Regions from separate parts of the Mus musculus genome. Here all the other regions are linked to region 1. A link is a contact called in public HiCAR-type, HiChIP or PLAC-seq and promoter capture Hi-C data. All regions are on one chromosome and are shown on one strand. The core of a region is the stretch at or near the end of the contact, and the rest is flanking DNA. Distances in the headings are between cores, read along the strand shown. Region 1 holds the start of Ttc21b (tetratricopeptide repeat domain 21B). Region 2 overlaps Slc38a11 (solute carrier family 38, member 11). Region 3 holds the start of Scn3a (sodium channel, voltage-gated, type III, alpha). Region 4 holds the start of Slc38a11 (solute carrier family 38, member 11). Region 5 holds the start of Scn2a (sodium channel, voltage-gated, type II, alpha). Region 6 has its middle 3.5 kb from the start of Gm34739. Region 7 has its middle 6.8 kb from the start of Gm34688.

Region 1 (2,700 bases), core at 81-2,580:
CATCCCCACTGCTTTGTCATGACCTTAAGTACCTCTCTTCTTGATAAGATAGAATTCTAGAACTGTCTACATCATTCTGCCTGTTTTTTTTTAATTGAAATGGATTCTTCTCTCATCCCAACCACAGTTCCCCCACCCCACTCTTCCTAGCTTTTCACCACATCCGCTTCTCCATTCCTTTAGATCCATTCCCCCTCCCTCTCCTCTTCAGAAAGAAGTAGGCTTCTAAGAGATGACAGCCAAACAGGACCAAAATACAGTAAGACAAGGTAAAAGATCTCATACGGAGGATGGAGAAAGCAACCCGATTGAAGGAAGAGTCCTAAGAGCAGGCAGGAGGCCCACTAAAACATCAGTATAACGGCCACAGCTGCCTGCAGTCCTTTAAAGAATACAAGCAGAAACAAATTAGTGTGTCTAGATGCCCCTCTCAGTCAGCTTGCTGGATCTCATGATAAATACACTGGTGAAGATCTTCTAAGGAAGGCTGCCAGGAAGCAAACAGAAAAGCAAAAAGAAAAGCAAACAGCAAGTCCATGGTCCCAATGTCTTCTTCAAGGTCACGTGAGAATCTTCTAAAGTCCTTTCATTTGGCCTCATCTATCAAAGGTTCCACCACTCCCAACAGCACACGGGCTGGGGAACATTCAGCACGTGTGTCTTTGAGGGACAGTTTAGATCCAAACTACAGCAAACACTTAAGAAATAGAAATCTAAAAGAGGTAACCACATATTTTTAAATAAGACTTTGGGGGTGGAAATCTGGCGGAGCAGTTTAATAAGCACTCGAATAGCAAAATTACAGCAGCGCCTGAAAAGATTTAGAACAAGCCCAAGCCAGGCTTCAAGGTTTTTGCCGAACTGTGATTTTTCTGCGCCACCTTGTGGCCCAGACACGATTACTACACGTGTCAGGTAAATCATTTTCCCTGGTCAAGTACTAAGCCGCATTGCGCAAATCGGCTTCCACAAAAAATGCTGAGAAAATGGAGTCGGCCTTTGTTTGCAGGGATGAAAAGCGGCATGGCTCTCCCTCCTATTTGCTGCTTCATCATCTTTATTCTTTAATCTCATATCTCTTGCTCCACCCAATCCCTCCTCCTCGCGCCGTTTCCAGGCTGGACCTCCCTCCTCTAGCCCCACAACTCGGCAGCACTCAATGCTCAGCGGATTCCAGCCCCAGTCGCCCTCGCGGTCCTCCCTCGGGGTTCCCTCCTCGCCTGCTCCGGTGGCCCCCTCCTTCCTAGTCCTACAACTAAGCTCCGCCCCCTCACGCCGACAACCAATGGAGATCGGGCCACGCCCCTCGTGCTGCACGCCGCGTCCCTTAGGGTTTGAGGGCCCGGGAAGTGGGTCTGAACCCCTAACCCTGCGGCGGGCAGCGGTGGGCACCCTCCGGGTAGCCGGCGGCCATGGACTCCCAGGGGCTGAAGGTGAGCGGGCGGCGCGGGGCGTGGGCAGGGCGAGTGGACTGCGAGGTACAGGGTGGCTCGGGCAGCTGATGGTGAGAGCCTGCGGCCTTGGCGGAGATGCTGCGCCCCCCGCCGGGATGATCCCGAGGGCTCAACCACTGCCTTGCGGTTAACGGCCAGCCCCCAGCCTCCTGCTTATGTTGGCTTTGGACTTCTCCTGGGAAAGCCTGCTTAGTCTCCAAGTGTGATTTCTAGGGACTTAGCGAGCTAATGTCCTCTACCCGGCACTCACCTTTGCAAGCGGTTAACGAAAGTCCTTTAAAAGGAGGAGTATTATAGATTATGAAAATGGTCTTCCCATAGTTGCACTCAGCATATATTTCAGAAATGGTGAAAAACAAGGACAAGGTTTGGAAGCCTTTCGCGATCATTCCCCTCCCCTCCCCTCGCATCCCCTCCCCTCCCCTCTGTCCACTTTGGGACCTGTTCAGTATTTGTGGAGCGCTTTTTCTTGGGTGACTCCCGGAAGTTGGAGCTAGCTGAACAGACTCCTGGACATGAGATTTACTCATTCAAAAATCCAACACTGGAAAAAGTTCTTAGTACATTTAGCAAGCATTGGTTGACTGCCTTCTGTGTGTTTTGCACTATTTTCTAAGTACTTGCAATACTGCAGTAAAGGTGCTTAGTCTTGCAACTTTCACTTGATTTATGAGGGCTGACCCCACAAGCTATTAAACACATGAATGTCATGAGAACTACTGATTATATTCAGAGGACAGTGGGTGCTGACAGTTAGGGAAGACCGAAAGGTTTGGCTTTTTTTTTTTTTTTTTAATGAATTTCTACATTACCTTTTCAAGTTTTTCCTCCAACTCTTTTACATGTTTTATCCCTCATTTTATCCAAATGAGTTCTGCACTAAAACCACTTTAGTGATAAAACCATTATTAAACTTCTCATCACTTAGCACAGGAGCGAGTCGTGTCCTAAAACTGAGGCTGCTGACCTTGGCTTCTTCCCTTTCCAGTTTGATCAGTGCAATATTCTATCTAGAACAAGGTTCTTGAACAAGGAGTGGCAAGCACCGTCTACAAAATGCCAGATGGTACCTACTTTAGTATCTCTGTCCATCTGCAGTGACGTTGGTAAGCAGCTGTGGATGTACCTAAATGAAGGAGCATCCTCATATGCCAGTACATCTTCATGAGCTCTAACGTTTGTCTATGAAAGGTTTTCCCTGGCCCTTCTTCTCCAACTATTTTTAGCTCACTACCCATACAAAACC
Region 2 (2,700 bases), core at 147-2,646, 910 kb after region 1:
CCCCAAAAGATAGTAACATCATAGCAGGCAGCCGTTGAAGAGATCTCTTAAAAACTGTGATAGGCTGGGCAGTGGTGGCGCATGCCTTTAATCCCAGCACTTGGGAGGCGAGGCAGGCAGATTTCTGAGTTCAAGGCCAGCCTGGTCTACAGAGTGAGTTCCAGGACAGCCAGGGCTACACAGAGAAACCTTGTCTCGAAAAAAACCAAAAACAAACAAACAAACAAACAAACAAAAAACAAAAAAAAACCCAACAACAACAAAAAAACCCAACAAAAACAAAAATAAAAAACCTGTGAAAGGATGATGAAATATTGTTCTCCACAACAGCTGCCTTCCAGCAGGTCTGCAAAAGGAGAAAGGCTTAGCTCTATTGAAGGGGCAGGCCACTGAGAGTCTGAGCAAGCCCCAGTAAGTATAACGTTAACACTCATTAGACTTTTCTCTTTTTGCTGGGGTGAGGTCACAAGGGAGTGGGTGGGCAGGGAAGGAAGTGAATGTGGTAGGGGTGTATGATGTGAAATCCTCAAAGAATAAATAGAAATATTATGTTGGGGGAAGAAGGGTATGGTAGAAAAGTGACCGAGGAAGACACTGGTGTTGTCCTCTGACCTTTACACACTCATGTTCTTACACACACCCATAATGGTGTTCTTCAAATGAATACACAAAACACACAGCAACAGCAATAATGATGCTATTGATGGTTTCTGAGGTAAGATCCTACTCTACTCCCTCCCACCTGCTTGTTTGTGTGAAATCAACCCAGCAAGAGCACTTAGTGAAGAGTCGGCAAGGGAATCAAAGATTAGATGATAATTAGAATCAAAGGAAGTTGATATCTCAAGTGATGAAACATGTCCATGATTACATGACTTGTTTCACGTGGGTCATTTTTTTTCTTTGTGTGTGATTTTTAAAAAAAGATTTACTTATTATTATATGTACGTATACTGTAGCTGTCTTCAGACACGCCTGAAGAGGGCGTCAGATCTCATTACGGATGTTTGTGAGCCACCACGTGGTTGCTGGGATTTGAACTCAGGACCTTTGGAAGAGCAGTCAGTGCTCTTACCCACTGAGCCATCTCTCCAGCCCGTGGGTCATTTTTTTGTAAGAACAAAAGTAAATTCTGTCACCACCACCACCACCCCCCAAAAATCAACATTAAGTTTTCTGAAAATTTAAATCAAAGTTTAAAAATTGTATTTAAAGTCAGTGAATCCATTTTGACATTGAGAGTAATCACAAGGGAGGATTTTTTTTTTTTCCTGCCAGCTCATGTCAAACACAGATCTGTATCAAGGAGTCTGACACAAATGCGCTGGGAGGGAGCGGTGGCTGAGGAGCCAGCTGGTGCCGAGCCTGGGGAAGTGGTCAGCTCTGCCTGTCACTTAGAGCTTGTGCTATGACAGAAAACAGGAAACGCTGAGCTGTGCCTAGGGGTAGCCAGAGCATTTAACTCTAAGCTGTGTCTGATTGAAGCAGTTAATTTAGAGCAGGTTCTGCCTACACGGATCACTCGGAAGCATCCTGTGCTCTGCGGAAGAGTTTGAGTGTGCGCTACCAGAAGGTACGAGGTGTTCTGAGCCTCCTGGCCCAGAGGTGCAGTGTCCTAAGGTCCAGCAGGAATACCTCGAAGCTTGGTTGTTGTTTTGGTGTTATTTATTAGAAACAGGGGCTCAATATATAGTCTAGGCTAGCCTGAAATTTGCTTTGTAGACCAGGCTAGCCCAAGCTTACAGACATCCACTTGCCTCTGCCTCCTGAGAGCTGAGATTTCAGGTGAGACACCATGCCCAGCCTGAAGCTTGTTTTTAATCACTTCATAAAGACAGGGTTGTTTGGTAGGACAACATTTCTGATCCCTCGGCCATTATGAAGATAACAAATTTAAGTTTCTAATCAATACAAGATGCAGGACTCCAAGGATCCAAACCATCACCCACATCTGGCAGCTCACCACCAGCTGCAACTCCAGCAACGGAGGAGCTTATGTCTTCTTCTGGCCTCTTCAGGCATGCCCATATATGACATATGCTCTCACAGACATACATATAAGTAAAAATGATTAAAAATAAGTTTTTTCTTTAAAAGCATAGAGGACTATGTATATAGCTTTGTAGTTAGCATACAGGAAAACCTGATTTTGACCCCCAGCATCCCCCCCCCACCAAAAAGGCTAAACAAAAATTATATAATTAACATCTGTTAAGGTTTTTTTTTATGTAAAGGAAGCAATCATTTCTTTTTGAAGCACTGGTCATTCTACGGCTGCAAACTACTCTATACCAAGCCCAAGGTCACTTCAGACCTTGTAATTCATAGACACTAAAGTTTTCAAAATGAAGTCCCTTGCCTTCTCTTACTCTTCCTTCCTACCCCCTTCTCCCTTTTCCCTGCTTCATTCCTTCTTTCACTTTCCTGTTTGCTGGTTTGCCCTGTTTGACTTTTAGGCTTAATCCCTTTTGTTAACCTTCTTCCAAATGCTCACACAAGAAAGATACTGGGTCACCCTGACTGGCTTCCTGTTCTGCTAAGCCTTCTAGAGAGATCAGCCTCTCAGTTTGTTCCTGTACCACCCACCACCACCCTAGGATCCCACCCCCATCCCCCACGCTCCGCCTCTTCCAGGTTCCAGACACTCTCTCTCCAGGATCCCAAAGCACCCTGTTTTTCTTTGTTTTCCCCTTTTATTGG
Region 3 (2,700 bases), core at 57-2,556, 690 kb after region 1:
GGTGAGGATCCAGGATTGATGGAGTAGCAGAAGCCAGAGGCCTCGAACCAGACCAATGACTCACTGCAATGACACACCTCAGCTTCCAAGGTGAGAGATCTTCTTTCTTTCTTTCTTTCTTTCTTTCTTTCTTTCTTTCTTTCTTTCTTTCTTTCTTTCTTTTTCTTTCTTTCTTTCTTTCTTTCTTTCTCTCTCTGTCTCTCTGTCTCTCTGTCTCTCTCTCTCTCTCTCTCTGTCTCTCTCTCTCTCTTTCTTTCTTTTGGGAGATGTTGCAGGGGCAGAAGGCTGATACAAAGGGATGGGGAGATGAGTAGGATTGGGGCTAATGATGTGAAATTCACAAAGAATCAATAAGAATTTTTTTAAAAAATCCTCACCGTCCAAGACCAGGCCTGCTACGGTGCTGATTCTACCCCAGCAGTGGGGACAGAGGCGGGGAGTTTGCTGCTTCAGTCTAATTCCATGTTTAATGAGATAATTTTTCTCTAAATGTGAAAAGTAAAACCAAAAACTGCTGTTAAGAGCCCCCTCAACTCACAAAAGTCATTTTCCCTTTGACTACGTGATTCTGTTTCAATGTCGCAAGCATTTGCTGCCCTAATGTCTCAAAGGCTGAGCTAGAGGTAGATCACGGAAGACCCCTGAGGTCAACCCCCACCTACGCTGCCCCTTCATGAGCACATACACACCCCCTAAAGGAGCACATATATATGCCACACACACCTAAAAAATAATAAATAAATAAATAAATAAATAAATAAATAAATAAATAAATAAGGTATTCAGATCAGAGGTTGTCTTCAAAACCAAAACAAAAGAAAGAAATAAAAAATATGAAAAGTTTACATCTGCATATATGTTGTACTATTTTCTAAGAAACCAGATTTTTCACCTTGTGTGGAGGGGGACCTCATCTTGGAAGAGCAGACTTAGAGAAGATTTTATGAAAACCTGTGATTCCTAATCAAACAACTAGAAAATTAAAAAGTAAATACATAAAGAGGCGTGAAAGGTTAACTGTGCACACTCGTGTGGTAGCTAGGTTACCCCCCACCACCCCCCCCCCCCGCCTCCATCATCTCTCTGCTGTCACCGTGGGGCCCTTACATGATTCATAATGTTTCCATACAGGTTTGCCTCCTGCCTTCCGAAGAGATGGAGAATAATAGGAGTGTTTTGTCGTTTGCGCAATGGCGTGTGTCTGCCAGTAGATGGCAGTAACACGTTGAATGCTGCCAGCTTTTTCTTTTTCTTTCTTTTTTTTTTTTTTTTTTCCTTCCAGGGCCGTTTTCTGATATATGTTGGGTATCATAGAGTGAATCTCAGAACAGGAAGCGGAGGCATAAGCAGAAAGGATTCTGGAAAGGTCTCTTTGTTTTCATATCCACAGAGAAAGCAAGAAAAAAAAATTGAATGTAATTTGCAAATCCCTGTGGCCCAAATCTGAAGAACTACTGGGGGTGGCACGTTCCATTCTAACCATCTTGGATGCTGTCCTTTGTTGAGCTGTGATTCCTAAGGCTCTCCATCAGGTAAGCTGACAAAACATTTAATTATTTGCACCGTAGAATCTAGCCACCAGATCATCTTCTCATTTTAAAATCCTCCCCGTGCTGCCATTTTTAAAAGCCTAATGTTTAGATGTAAATTATAAGAACTAAAGGTATCATTTGATTTGTAAACTGCTTACTATTATTCCTTTATCTTTCAAAGGAAACAGCCTCTGTCTGGAAATGGTGACTTACAATACAGACTAGGAATTAAGGAGTGTGTGTCTGTGAAAGAAACAGATGTTTGGGGTTCATTGTATAGAGAGAACATCTGTTTTGTTAGACTTAATGTCAACCCACTAGATTTCAGGACGACACCGCCTATTCGGCATCTTTAAATCATTAAATGCTCAGTGAGATTGGAGCTACCTTTTCTGTGCTTTATTTTTTTTTTAAATTCAATTTAATTTTATTTACTTAGAAGCTCTGGAGAAGCCATATACAGACAGTGATATCAATATATAAGGGTGTTTGGCTATTTAGACATTCTTATTTTTCTTAGAAATTTATCAGCATAGAGGGAAAGAGACCACCCAGAGTAACATTAAAATACATTTGATTTGGTAAAAGTGAAATGATCCATGAATTCCTGTATGTCCCATACCCTCCTGTTTTGTTACCTTTTAACAGCCAGAAGCTTGAGAGCTGGGTAGGTTTCTTTCCTTCCTGGAACATTTCATGGTTGGTTTTTATTATCAGTACTATTACTACCAATCACCAGGAAAACTCACTTGAGACCAAATGAGAATAATTTACATTGTGTAGAGTCTGTGCCTGTCACTGAAATGTTTTACACCACACTCATAATGTTCCATTCAGTGATCACACTGCTACATTAGCAGAAGACCTACAGGCAGTAGTGGAAAGACAAGTTTTTAAGATTACAAAGCTCTCTCTCTCTCTCTCTCTCTCTCTCTCTCTCTCTCTCTCTCTCTCTCTCATGTGTGAGTGTGTGTGTGTGTGTGAGTGTGTGTGAGTGTGTGTGTGTGTGTGTGTGTGTGTGTGTGTGTGTGTGTGTGTGTGTGTGCAATAGGTAGTGTAATGTCTCTTGTGAGGACAAAGATGAAGCCATTAGTGTTTGTGAGGAGAATCTGCATGGAAATATTACATCTAATCTATTCTGAGCAGTGTGTCCTGCAAGAAATACAGA
Region 4 (2,700 bases), core at 144-2,643, 890 kb after region 1:
AATGTGGTTTACAATATTATAGACCATTAATGCTGTTTGTGTGTGTGTAACTTATGGTTACAAATAAATTCTTACGAATGATAGATGGAAAAATATTGATAATTTCATGAACTGGTTGATTCTAGAGCTGTGAGGATCAAGGAAAGAGAAGTTGGTGGTGTTTCTACTGTAACTCTGAGTGTTCATTTTTACAAACGGAAAAGCAAGGGGCAAATGTTGAAACTTCTTCAATTAATGGTACAGAGTAGTGGAGGATTTTTAAATAGCTCTAGTTTTTTCTAACCTTTTATCTTTCTTTTGCATGCTGTGTAGGTGTGTGTGGATGCCTATTTGTGCATGAGTGATGGCTCCGGAGTGAGGTGGATCCCTGTTTCATTCACTGGGGAAGGCATGTCTCACTTTAACCCAAAGTTTGCCCATCAGCAACCTTAGCTGTCCAGCTTGCCCTGGCAGTCAAGGGGTTTGGAGAACCCAAACTCTGGTCTCCATGCTTTCATGCCAAGGTGCCTGAGAAGTCACCTCCCCACGACCCAGTTTGTTTGTTTTCTTTATATATTAAAACTTTTTTTTCATATTTAAATAGTCACGAAAAATAAATAAATAAATAAATAAAATAAATAAATAAATAATATAAAGAACCTCTCCGTTTCGTTAGCATCTATGGATTATTATTTTCTTGCCCCAGAGGACGTTCTCTGCCCATCTTCCGGTCTGTTTCATCCTGTTTAACACAAAATGACAAATAGAAATTTTCATTTAAGGTTCTTCCTAGCCTAGGTATTCTAGGGACCCTCCCTTTGTTGGCCCCTGCATGTCCCTTTTCCTTTTTAAAGGATCATTACCTGAATCCGCAGTATCAATCTATCGCGCCTTTCTCTTAATTTTTCCTTCTCCGAAATTTCCAGGGCCTCTTTGACTAAGGCATGCACAGCAAACAATCTGGCTAAAGCCCCCAAGTAGTATTTTGCTTTCTGATGATTTCTTTATGAGGCTTCCAAATTCTACTTAATATAAAAGTTCTAACATTTCACAGTCCTTTTCTATCCAAGAAGAGGTGTAGGGGGAGGAACACCCTGTAAACAATGTCACTCTGTGGAGATGAGGGCTGCTGGGTTGCTAGGTTCTTAGCTGGCTTCAGACTCTGGCATAGGAACAGAGAGAGAAGCAAGGGAAAACGCACGCTGTGGGAGGAACAGGTTGTACCTTTGCAGTTTTAGATAGAGAGATCAGTGCGGTGCGCCCTGAGTGAGGGGAGTCTGAGCTACAGGGTTAGAAATGTCCAGCATCCTCACCCGCAGCAGCGAGCAGGGTGCACCCGCCCCGCCCCGTGAAGGCGGAGACCTCTGAGCTGCAGCCTAGTGCCCAGCGTACCCAGGGACCCGCTGCACCGGCTCCTTCCATCTCGCTGGCGAACTTAAGCGGGCAAAACCTGCAGGGGAGTTTGGCCTGGTGGGAGCCTGCTTCCCAGCCTCAGAACCTGCCCTTGCGCAGATGCAGACATGAGCTATCAGCAGCCACAGCTGAGCGGTCCTCTGCAGGTAAAACTGGCAACAAGGGCAAGAGCTCAACATCCTCCTTAAGTTTAATGCTGGGGTCTTGGTTTGGCAAAAAGGGATAGATCTGACTTAATCTGACCTACACCGATTTGGCAAACACTTTTCAATAACACCAATAACCTCTTTAATTTCATAAAACCGTGTGGTTGACTCCTAACAGACTCTGGAGTTGGGTCAAAGCAGTTGGGCAGCCTCAACATGGAGACTTGTGAAGACTTAAGGATAGACTTTAAGTTCTTTTGGATTGCTGGCCATTCTTGTTTTCCCTCCTTATTGATGTATTATTAACACTATAGGCATAACTTGATGTCATTACTATGTTTGAATCCTGCGTTGCTTATTTATCTGACTTTTTTTTCGAACTAGTAAAATCGTTATTTTATCTATTAAAATAGAGAGAGACAGACTCGAGTGACAGAGAAAGCCTGATCTCCGGACATGAACACGGAGGGAAATCTAGTCAGTCTGCCGCTGTTTTCAATGTAGTCAATTCTGTTATAGGATCTGGGATAATAGGTAAGCCACCCGTGTCTGCTTGGTTCTGTTTATGAAGTATAAAGACAAGCTTTTCAAAGTGTTATTATGATGCTAGCATTCAGTAAAACTTCAATGGGGTTTTCTTCCACAAAAGCTTTTATATTTTTTTCCATCATAGTAATGATCTGTCCTCTTTATGCGGAAATTGCACTGTTTCCCCCCCCCCACATCAGACAATAGCATCCTCCAGTTGGGGAGAGGCTACACAGGGGCCGGGGAAAATGGGCTTTTCATAGATTAACTGGTCAGTGGATCATGTCAACTAATGCATTTGTTTCTTCTTTCTGAAGCAGACTGTATTACAAAAACCATCTTAGTGTCAGTGTGAAACTTGCAGATTCCTGCGTATATTATGTGTACAAAAGCTTAATGGGAGACTTTTAAGAATCCTATGAAAATTAAACTAGATAATATCTCCTTGTGCACCTATATGATCTTAAATTTAAAATATGAGCTTATGAAATACTGTTTACATCTAGTTATTAATAGAATTCATTTACAGCAGTGCTTACAATTGGTAAGAATAGCCCCTGTTATCCCAACAAATTAGAAGCAAGGGAAAGCTTCTATAAAAGTAAAAACTTTAAAAGCTATTGCATTCCATTAA
Region 5 (2,700 bases), core at 134-2,633, 640 kb after region 1:
AACTCACAGATTTCACAACCTCAAACATAGCATAACTACCTTTTTATAGGAAAATGATGACTGAGATAGAAACATCTCAAATGCATGCACCCTCACTGCCTGCCTCCTACACCACACACACACACACACACACACACACACACACACACACACACACGTCTTTCAACAAGAGAGAGTGAAGCAGTTAACAATCTTGTAAAAATATTCCTATTTTTTTAATTTATTCAAATCAATCCAAATGTTGAGCCAAATGGCAACCAATGGCTTTTGTATACGACATTTCTATATTTCATTTTCTGCTTCTACTGATAATCATAAAGAAAGTCTTTAATCATAGGAACCAGGATAAAAAGGAAGGTTGTTACCATTTCCACCTCCTGAGTCATTCTACTCTTTAGCTAACATCACGTGACCTAAAATTGTTTAAAATGTGAACACTTTTCACAATGGAACTATTCTAAATGCCCACTGTCTTTTTTTTTTCACAGATAAGGATAATCCATTTTCCCCCAGCAATTAATTAGTTTCCACTGTTCTCCTCCTAAGGGGGGAGGGGGGAGTCCAGTGCTGTCACTCGGAATCTATTAAACACATTACATCAATCTTCACTCGTGGGCTAGCAGTGACTTGCATACCGTTCTAAAAGGTTAAAACAAAAACATAAAGAATCCCAACATCCTAGCAGCAGCAATTGTTCAAAAGGCCTTGGGCTCAGGATGCTGAGGTAGCTCTAAAACTGTGCCCAGGATGCTCAGCCGTGGGCTCTGGCAGAGCCACTGCCATGTTAGTCTGCTTCATTACATCTCTATGATTTGTTCAACGCATTAAACATCAGTATTTCCCTTGTGAGAAGAAGGCCCATCCCTCACTCTGCAAGCTTTATCTTTTGATGTTAAACAAATACAGCCACAGAAATGAAAGGCTAAGAAGCCGAAGAAAACATTGAAAATACAACATGGCACAGCCAGTGATCATTTTAGCATAGGAAGGTTTTTAAACGCAGAACAGCCAGAATTAGAGCATTTGAGCCTTTGAGTTCTGCATACAACATTACAAAGCACATCTTATTTTAAATGCCATCATTTGGCAGAATCGTGATTCACTGATGCAACAAAAATAGAATCATGCTTGCTTACCTGAAATAAAGGGAATGGTACTCATAGCACAGAATCCATGTGCGTGTTGAATATAACCAGTCTCCAACGCAGGTTTCTAGAATTCAGCCTACAGCAGAAAGTAAAATCTCACATGTGCGATAATAATATCCTTACTAAAGAGAAAAAGCCAAGACAGGGCGATCACTGCATCCTCTCTGCTTCTGCCTTAGCTTTCTGTTCTGACACTCAGTCACTCGATGGTACCCACTGTCAGAAAACAGCATGCTAAATTAAAATAAATAAATAAATAAATAAATAAATGTAGGAGAGGAGCGTCTTGCATGACAGCTCCATCTCCTGGCCACAAGTGGAATCGCTGTAATTTCAAGTTCCTTTGGCAAAGCAACATTCAACACATAAGATTAAATGGTGTATAGTTCAGAATTCTAATGTACTCTAATTCAACTATTCTAGTTAGTTACAAATTGAACACTAAAATGTCATTATACTTTGTGGTTTTTTAAAATGTAGTTTAACATTTGGAGTTTGATTTATTTTTATTATGTTTAAATGAAATCTGAGTTTTCAGAACATTATGGAAAAGAGCTATATGAAACTAATTGTAATTATTAATCATGTCATTATTGGTTATCTTTTTGTGAGGAAGTATATTGTCTTAAGAGATAAGCTTGTTGTTAACAGAATGATGGATTTATGAAAAGACAAAAACCTCGGTCAATCAAACTTTCTGAAACATCTCGAACCATATAGGCAATCTGAAATGTGATAATTGTTCTATACCATAGTCTGAAGCAAGGCCTCATTGGGAGGGTAGGAGCAGAATTCAAAGTTCCCCACTTGTTAAGTAAGTTAGAAAACCAAAGTTTTGCTGAGTATATGACCTGTTCAATACATATTAGTTTATGTACTTATTTTTTTCGTGCTTAATTTTCTACAATTGTTTATGAAGTTCTGAGTCACAAACTACTTGAAATTTAAAAAGTCTATCTGCTGTCTTTTTCTCAAAACCAACTTCATCAAACAGGGTCAAGTACCAATTCAGAGATTCTGGTGCTGTCCGTGGTGCTGAAAGCCAATTACACGCTCTCTTGCAGTGTTCCAAGATTTTCTGCCAGCTGACATAAAATCTTGGTAAAATACGATTTAAAAAAATAATAATGATCGTTTCATTATTAGAAAGATTGCTCAGAGGTTAAGATCATTCACTGCTCTTGCAGAGGACCTCCACATTAAAACCAAAATCTAGGCATGTGCCCAGAATTGTGCTCATACCCCTGCCCTCACTGAATCTATTCTTGTTTCTTTACAGTCACTTCAATTTGCTCACTTTTATAAGCCTGGATCCTTAACACGTACCTGAAACACGAATTATTCCCAGATAATGAATGGATGACTGTCCTAGAAAAATAGCTTGTGCATTACTTTTGTATTTTCATTGTACATATACTTGTATTTTTGTGCTTTAATTCCTATGTTTCCTTTAATATGCATGCCCGTCATAAAGCATAAAAGTCAATGAAGTAAATAGCATGCATTTTCATTAAGCTATCTAAAATATGTTTTGATCTCTCTCTCTCTCTCT
Region 6 (2,700 bases), core at 118-2,617, 840 kb after region 1:
GCGAATTCTTGTCATAACTTTATAAGCATCATTTTCCTGGTGCAACATTTGTATTTTCAATGCCTGTTAATTGGATCTGTCTGAATTTTATTTTCCTGTGTATTTTATGGAATAACTGCTGTACTGTTCATATATACTCTACAAAAATATTGGCAAGAGTAATGAATTTTGGATTAATCATGCCTTTTTAATTTTCTGAATTTCCTATAACTGGACATCTGAGGTCTTGCTGACACCAGAAGATCCATTGGCTTACCAGTTAATAGGCCACACCCACCGGCCTCCTTCACATAAAGTGAGCCTTTACCTTCAGTATGCCCCTCTGCTTTCTGGACTGTCACACTGGGAGACCCTAGATCTATCCTCCATCCTTCAGAGCCCAGGGAAAGTGCCCACACTGCCATTTCTCAGTCAGCTTGCCCCGCTTGACCTGTTCTTTCCCAGACAGAGAACAAGGAAGTTTACTTCTTTCCTTTCTCCCTCACTGTGCTTCCTGGCTATCCCTGCCACCTTCTCCTTGTGGGAATTGTGAATGATGAGCCGTCATTTCGATGTCAACTAGCATCCAATCTGGGGTCTTCGTCATACTTGAGTAATATTAAAATCTACATTGTAAAAACATAATTCACCAAAGTCTAAGAAATTGCTGCTTACAACAACTCCCTAGTTGCTAAGAAGTTCAAAGTTTGAAACTGGTAAAAAGAATTTTAAGGAATGGAGTATTTCCCAGCTTACTACACTGCCACCCAGAAGACTGTCTGCCCACTGTCAAAACAAGTACTAATCTGTAGAGGGAGATTCACACTTCCCTGATAGTTCAGACCTGAAGGCTGGAATCTCCCAATTAACCTGACAAATGGTTATGGTCTGAGCACATAGCAAACACCTCTACCATAAAGACAAGATGTTCTGACCAGGGCCTCTGTGCTGTAAATTCTTGGCACCATCATCATTTTTCTGTATAAACACTAATTTTTCGCCTATTAACGTCAAAAAGGAAAGAAAGGAGAAAGAAAACAAGAGAAGAGAAAAGAAGAAGAAAATGTCTAGACTGGAAGCCATTGAAGAAAACTTTTAAAATTTAAAAGTTGTGATAGGGATGCAGAAGTGTAGCTCTTCATAGTTGATGGCTTCTGGCAGTGATGGATGTGGGGAAAGTGTAGGTTTAGATTTTTTTTAAAAACCTACTTTTGAATAAGGGCTCTCAAATATTTCACACACCCCCTCCTTCTAGTCCACTGTTAAAATGTGCTCTTCCCCCAGCCTTGAGTAGGTTGAACAAAGCTACAACAGTTTTACAACCTAGCTGGAGTCAGTGGGCCTCAACACATCTGCAATTTCCTACAGGAGCACTGAGGTGTTGATGGCCTGCTGAGCTTGCTTTGCAACTCAATCCAGCTGAAACAAAGGATGGGGACTGTGGGCTCTCCCTATATAAACCCAGTGCTGAATATTAAACTTTGAGCCTTGATCACAAACTTTGTCTTGGCTTCATCCTTCTCTCACACCTTGCTCCTTTTCATTTCCAGCACCCCTTTTCGGTATACCCAGTTCATCCATGGCTGCTGAACAGCTACATCCAAAGATAGGGGCAAAAAGATAGTAAATAGGACAAGGGGGTGTGGATCTGTTTATAAGTAGTTCCTTGGGGGATGATTCCAATCTGTTTGTCAGCATACCAGCAGTCCAGTTCAGTAGTGTCAGGATACTAAACATGAATCAGCAGCAGTAGCATGCGCCAGCAGAAACTACCAGGTATGAGTCTTCGTGAGAGTGACCAGGTCCATCTAGGATGCCAGTACTTTGTTGTGCCTCTCTCAAGGAAGTGAACATCAGGGAAGATAAAGACTCAAGAACAATAAAGCAGTAGACCGCTAACTATGCAAGCCCCTGTCATTGTCCATTGAGTCCTATTTATACTCTCTTCAAACATCACATGTCCTCCCATGGGTCTTGCCTCAGCATAACACCATGTGAGTCTGCATCACATGACATAGCCAGAAAATTCCACTTCAGCAAGGCCTCAGTTTTCTTTCAGAGACTGGCCATTGGGAGTCTGACCATGCTCCAGTGACTATACCTAACCCATTACCCTCTTGGTTCCCCTCTCACTCCTGATCTCCAATTAACTCCTCATCTATACTCATTCTTTTAAATCACCCATGATTTTCACTGGGGCTGATTACAACAACATAGATGACGGCTTGTTGACAGGACTGTGGGCAACTTACCAGTGGCTACAACACTGAAGAAAATGTCTCTCTGTCTTATTTAGCCTTTCATTGCTACAAAGATACACCATGACCAAGGCACATAGCAAACACCTCTACCTACATTTAACTGGGTCTGGCTTATGGTTTCAAAGGTATCATCAGCCCATTATCATCATGGTGAAAAGCATGGCAGTCTGCCAGCATGTAGACATGGTGCTCTAGAAGGAGCTGAGTGTTCTAGAACTTGATCCAAAGGCAGCCAGAAGGAGACTCTCTTTCACACTAGATAAACCTTGAGCATAGGTCTTCAAAGCCTACCTACACAGTAACACACTTCCTCCAACAAGGCTAGACCTCCTAATGGGCCAAGCATGTTCAAATCACCACACTCTGTTTCTCCCATCAGCCAGCAACTACATACAAATCCCCAAAGAGTAGTAGGGTTCTGTGAGCATTTTCTGTGCAGTGACAAGATGAAGAGGAACAC
Region 7 (2,700 bases), core at 137-2,636, 870 kb after region 1:
AAGCACTTTAGTCACAAAGATATATTAGTGCACATGTGGCCACATACATACCATCACAGATATGCTAACTTGTAAACTTTATGTCTAGACAATTGTGTACATGCATGTATGTCAGTTCAGTTAGGGTTTTAATGCTGTGAAGAGATACTATGACCAAGGCAACTCTTATAAAAGGCAACATTTAATTGGGGCTGACTTATAGTTTCAGAGATTCAGTCCATTATCATCAAGATGGGAGCATGGCAGTGTCTAGGCAGACATGGGGCTGGAGGAGCTGAGAGTTCTACTTCTTGTTCCAAAGGCAACTAGGAGTAGACTGCCCTCCAGGAAGCTAGGACAAGGGTCTTAAAGGGCACGCCAACAGTGACACACCTACTCCAACAAGGCCACACATCCCAATAGTGATACTCCTTGAGTCAAGCATATTCAAACCATTACATATGTATAAAGAGAATGAGAGAGAACTATAGGGAAATATAAACGAGTGCTGGCACTAAGCAGGAAGGTGTGGCTATCACACTATTCTTACTCCCTTTCTGTAATTTTGAAATGTTGTTTGTGTTGAGAGGGTCTCTCATTGTGTAACCAATGGAAACCTTGATTTGAACTCCTGATTCTCAACTAGCCTTATAGGCACACCCCACCATGTCTAATTTTGAAGTTTTAAAACTCAAAAGGAAAAAAAAAACACTCAAAAGGTGGAGTAAAACAGAATTGATATTTAATATTTTCAAGAAATTATTCGGGGTAATATTTCAAGAAATATTTAAGGTAATATTTTCAAGAAAAAATATATTTTTCAGTTTTATCACATTGCTAAAGTGACTTTTTGAGAAAAAAAAAACCTAATAAGGTTTTGAAAGAACTGAAATACGAAAAGGGGAGGGGCCTTCATTATCAATATTAGCAAATTTCAATGTAGCCGCAAGTATTTATTGGTTGCTGCCTTCCAGATAGGGAATCCCCCGAGTTGTTTGTTTTTGGTTTTTGTTTTTGGGGGGTTTTGTTTGTTTGTTTGTTTTTTCGAGACAGGGTTTCTCTGTGTAGCCCTGGCAGTCCTGGAACTCACTCTGTAGACCAGACTGGCCTCGAACTCAAAAATCCTCCTGCCTCTGCCTCCCAAGTGCTGGGATAAAGGATGTGCCACCACTGCCGGGTTCTTGCTTCTTAAAGGATGGGTTCTGACCCCTTTTAATCATCTCCTTTAGCCTTGTGATTCTCGGCCCTTCCAGTTCCAATTTTTTAGTGACATTTTTAAAGAAAATACTAAGATACCAAAACGTCACCAATAAAATTGGAAGCTGACAGCGCACATCCTCAACCACAAACAGGAGGCAAAGGGGTGGGGCGAAGAGGAAGTGGGCCGAGGCAAACCCTCCCCCAGAGAAGTACTTCCTTCAGCAAGGCTCCACTTCCTGAAAGTTCTGCAACCTCCCCAAACGCACCAGCAACTGAGTGCCAGATATTCAAATAGGTGGGCCTAGTGGAGACATGTCTCATTCAAACCTCCAGGACAGCCATGATAAGCAAGATATGATTTAGTCTCTTTTATTTTTTTTCTGCCCTCCATATCAGACACAGCATTTACATGTAACATATACATACAAGAGTTTTATGACGAGTTAAAATAAACAACAATAGCACAGTATGGTCTTAGGGAAATAAAGGCAGCTTTTTTTTTTTTTTTTTTTTTTTTTTTAAAGACATGGCATCACTACATAGCCCTCCCTGAGTGTCCTGGACCAAACTACATAGATCAGGCTGACCTCAACTCAATAAGATCTGCCTGCCTCTTTTCTCCCTGCCTTCCTAGAACTGGGATTAAAGCTGCTATGGCTGGTCAAAAAAGATATTTTAACCGATCAAAAATCATATGTGAAGTAAGTTAGCTGTCTGTTTTCTTGTGGGTTCAGAGTTGTTTGTACTCTGTGGAATACTTGATTAAATATTTGTAGTATTCAAAATAAAGTATTATCTTTTAATTCTAGCTTTCCTTTTGGTTGCTTTGATACTGTGGATATCACGGATATTATCTCATGTGGAATGGCTAGTTATAATTTTACAAAAGATTGGTCTCTGATATCTAAGTGACCGTAGCCATTATTTGTGAATAATAATTTTCTTTGTTCTACTATTTTGATATTACAGAAATCAGGTAACCATCAAGTATCATTTCAAGACACTATCTTTCCCAGGTAGCAAGTACAGTACCATTAGCAGGATTGGGAGTTAGAATTGGAGGAAAACAGAGTTCCAGCACAGCTAACTTTTTTTTTTTATTATTCTATAGTCAGAGGGAGAAATGGGACTCTAATAGGTACCATTTTTCAATACCAAACACTAACATTTTATTTGCAAAATATAGAGACTGGATAATCTTTTAAATTTCACCTAACTCTATTACAGAGCACCTTCAGTACTCATTTAATCAAGAAATGTGGGATTTAAAAGTATGTAGTGTTTTAAGGTATAAAATGCTATGAATGTTGTCCTTGGAGATCCATGCCTCTTAGAGGATTTGGATACAAAAATTTAACCAAAACCTTCAGGCATCTTTATCAAGATCCAGGGGATCTTGAAAGTTAAAGGAGTTGGAAGTCTGAACACGCAGAAGGGATCCCATTAGCATTTTTAATATAAGTAATAGAACAAAGTCCAACTGGCTGCACCCAGCCAACAATCTTCCCTTTTGTCTTAGTA

The links. Promoter capture Hi-C pulls out the DNA fragments that hold promoters and counts their contacts. HiChIP or PLAC-seq counts read pairs in DNA pulled down with a chosen protein or histone mark. HiCAR-type assays count read pairs that join an accessible place to other places.
Region 2: a contact with region 1 is called in an H3K27ac HiChIP or PLAC-seq map of large pre-B cells, with 2.4 times the contacts expected there. The contact joins the enhancer-like site here to the promoter of Ttc21b in region 1. A contact is called at or near these places in 6 of 39 promoter capture datasets (the 3T3-L1 cell line, 3T3-L1-derived adipocytes, embryonic stem cells and 3 more) and 1 of 115 datasets of contacts at active chromatin or transcription factors (large pre-B cells).
Region 3: a HiCAR-type map of astrocytes shows a contact between it and region 1, with 2.6 times the contacts expected there. The contact joins the promoter of Scn3a here to the promoter of Ttc21b in region 1. A contact is called at or near these places in 1 of 39 promoter capture datasets (pre-B cells), 1 of 484 Hi-C or Micro-C datasets (embryonic stem cells), 3 of 115 datasets of contacts at active chromatin or transcription factors (astrocytes, embryonic limb bud and embryonic stem cells) and 1 of 9 other capture datasets (pancreatic islet).
Region 4: a contact with region 1 is called in a promoter capture Hi-C map of embryonic stem cells, with 4 times the contacts expected there. The contact joins the promoter of Slc38a11 here to the promoter of Ttc21b in region 1. A contact is called at or near these places in 9 of 39 promoter capture datasets (the 3T3-L1 cell line, 3T3-L1-derived adipocytes, cranial neural crest and 5 more).
Region 5: a contact with region 1 is called in a HiCAR-type map of astrocytes, with 3 times the contacts expected there. The contact joins the promoter of Scn2a here to the promoter of Ttc21b in region 1. A contact is called at or near these places in 7 of 39 promoter capture datasets (the 3T3-L1 cell line, cranial neural crest, embryonic stem cells and 4 more), 1 of 484 Hi-C or Micro-C datasets (the N1E-115 cell line) and 5 of 115 datasets of contacts at active chromatin or transcription factors (astrocytes, embryonic forebrain, embryonic stem cells and 1 more).
Region 6: an H3K4me3 HiChIP or PLAC-seq map of embryonic stem cells shows a contact between it and region 1, with 5 times the contacts expected there. The contact joins the enhancer-like site here to the promoter of Ttc21b in region 1. A contact is called at or near these places in 7 of 39 promoter capture datasets (the 3T3-L1 cell line, cranial neural crest, frontonasal cranial neural crest and 3 more), 5 of 484 Hi-C or Micro-C datasets (embryonic stem cells, myeloid progenitors and uterus), 9 of 115 datasets of contacts at active chromatin or transcription factors (astrocytes, bone marrow-derived macrophages, differentiating embryonic stem cells and 5 more) and 1 of 9 other capture datasets (liver).
Region 7: a contact with region 1 is called in a RAD21 HiChIP or PLAC-seq map of pro-B cells, with 4 times the contacts expected there. The contact joins the enhancer-like site here to the promoter of Ttc21b in region 1. A contact is called at or near these places in 5 of 39 promoter capture datasets (the 3T3-L1 cell line, frontonasal cranial neural crest, hippocampal neurons and 2 more), 1 of 15 datasets of contacts at CTCF or cohesin (pro-B cells), 5 of 484 Hi-C or Micro-C datasets (cerebral cortex, embryonic stem cells and myeloid progenitors) and 10 of 115 datasets of contacts at active chromatin or transcription factors (bone marrow-derived macrophages, embryonic forebrain, embryonic stem cells and 4 more).

What each region holds. Positions count from the first base shown.
Region 1 is chr2:66,255,247-66,257,946 of GRCm38.p6, reverse strand. It overlaps Ttc21b (tetratricopeptide repeat domain 21B), which reads left to right and starts at 1,330. Exons shown (of 29, transcript NM_001047604.2): 1 at 1,330-1,433. The coding sequence starts at 1,413.
Region 2 is chr2:65,341,002-65,343,701 of GRCm38.p6, reverse strand. All of the region lies in intron 7 of Slc38a11 (solute carrier family 38, member 11), which reads left to right. Among named protein-coding and RNA genes, the nearest start is that of Slc38a11, 22 kb to the left of the region's middle. Within about 2 kb of position 1,396, at least 115 of the 459 cell types and tissues checked have an H3K27ac peak or open chromatin away from gene starts, as enhancers often do. A contact at or near this core is called in pre-B cells, where this site is marked.
Region 3 is chr2:65,566,098-65,568,797 of GRCm38.p6, reverse strand. Scn3a (sodium channel, voltage-gated, type III, alpha) reads left to right here and starts at 1,306. Exons shown (of 27, transcript NM_001355167.1): 1 at 1,306-1,532. All of the region lies in intron 2 of Gm34833 (a long non-coding RNA gene), which reads right to left.
Region 4 is chr2:65,362,719-65,365,418 of GRCm38.p6, reverse strand. Slc38a11 (solute carrier family 38, member 11) reads left to right here and starts at 1,393. Exons shown (of 12, transcript NM_177074.2): 1 at 1,393-1,538; 2 at 1,952-2,072. The coding sequence starts at 1,500. It overlaps Mir6337 (microRNA 6337), which reads left to right and starts at 1,019; the gene lies at 1,019-1,123.
Region 5 is chr2:65,619,452-65,622,151 of GRCm38.p6, reverse strand. It overlaps Scn2a (sodium channel, voltage-gated, type II, alpha), which reads right to left and starts at 1,383. Exons shown (of 27, transcript NM_001346679.2): 1 at 1,137-1,383.
Region 6 is chr2:65,417,463-65,420,162 of GRCm38.p6, reverse strand. No RefSeq gene overlaps it. Among named protein-coding and RNA genes, the nearest start is that of Gm34739, 3.5 kb to the right of the region's middle. Within about 2 kb of position 1,367, at least 8 of the 459 cell types and tissues checked have an H3K27ac peak or open chromatin away from gene starts, as enhancers often do. A contact at or near this core is called in embryonic stem cells, where this site is marked.
Region 7 is chr2:65,390,212-65,392,911 of GRCm38.p6, reverse strand. No RefSeq gene overlaps it. Among named protein-coding and RNA genes, the nearest start is that of Gm34688, 6.8 kb to the right of the region's middle. Within about 2 kb of position 1,386, at least 23 of the 459 cell types and tissues checked have an H3K27ac peak or open chromatin away from gene starts, as enhancers often do. A contact at or near this core is called in bone marrow-derived macrophages and pro-B cells, where this site is marked.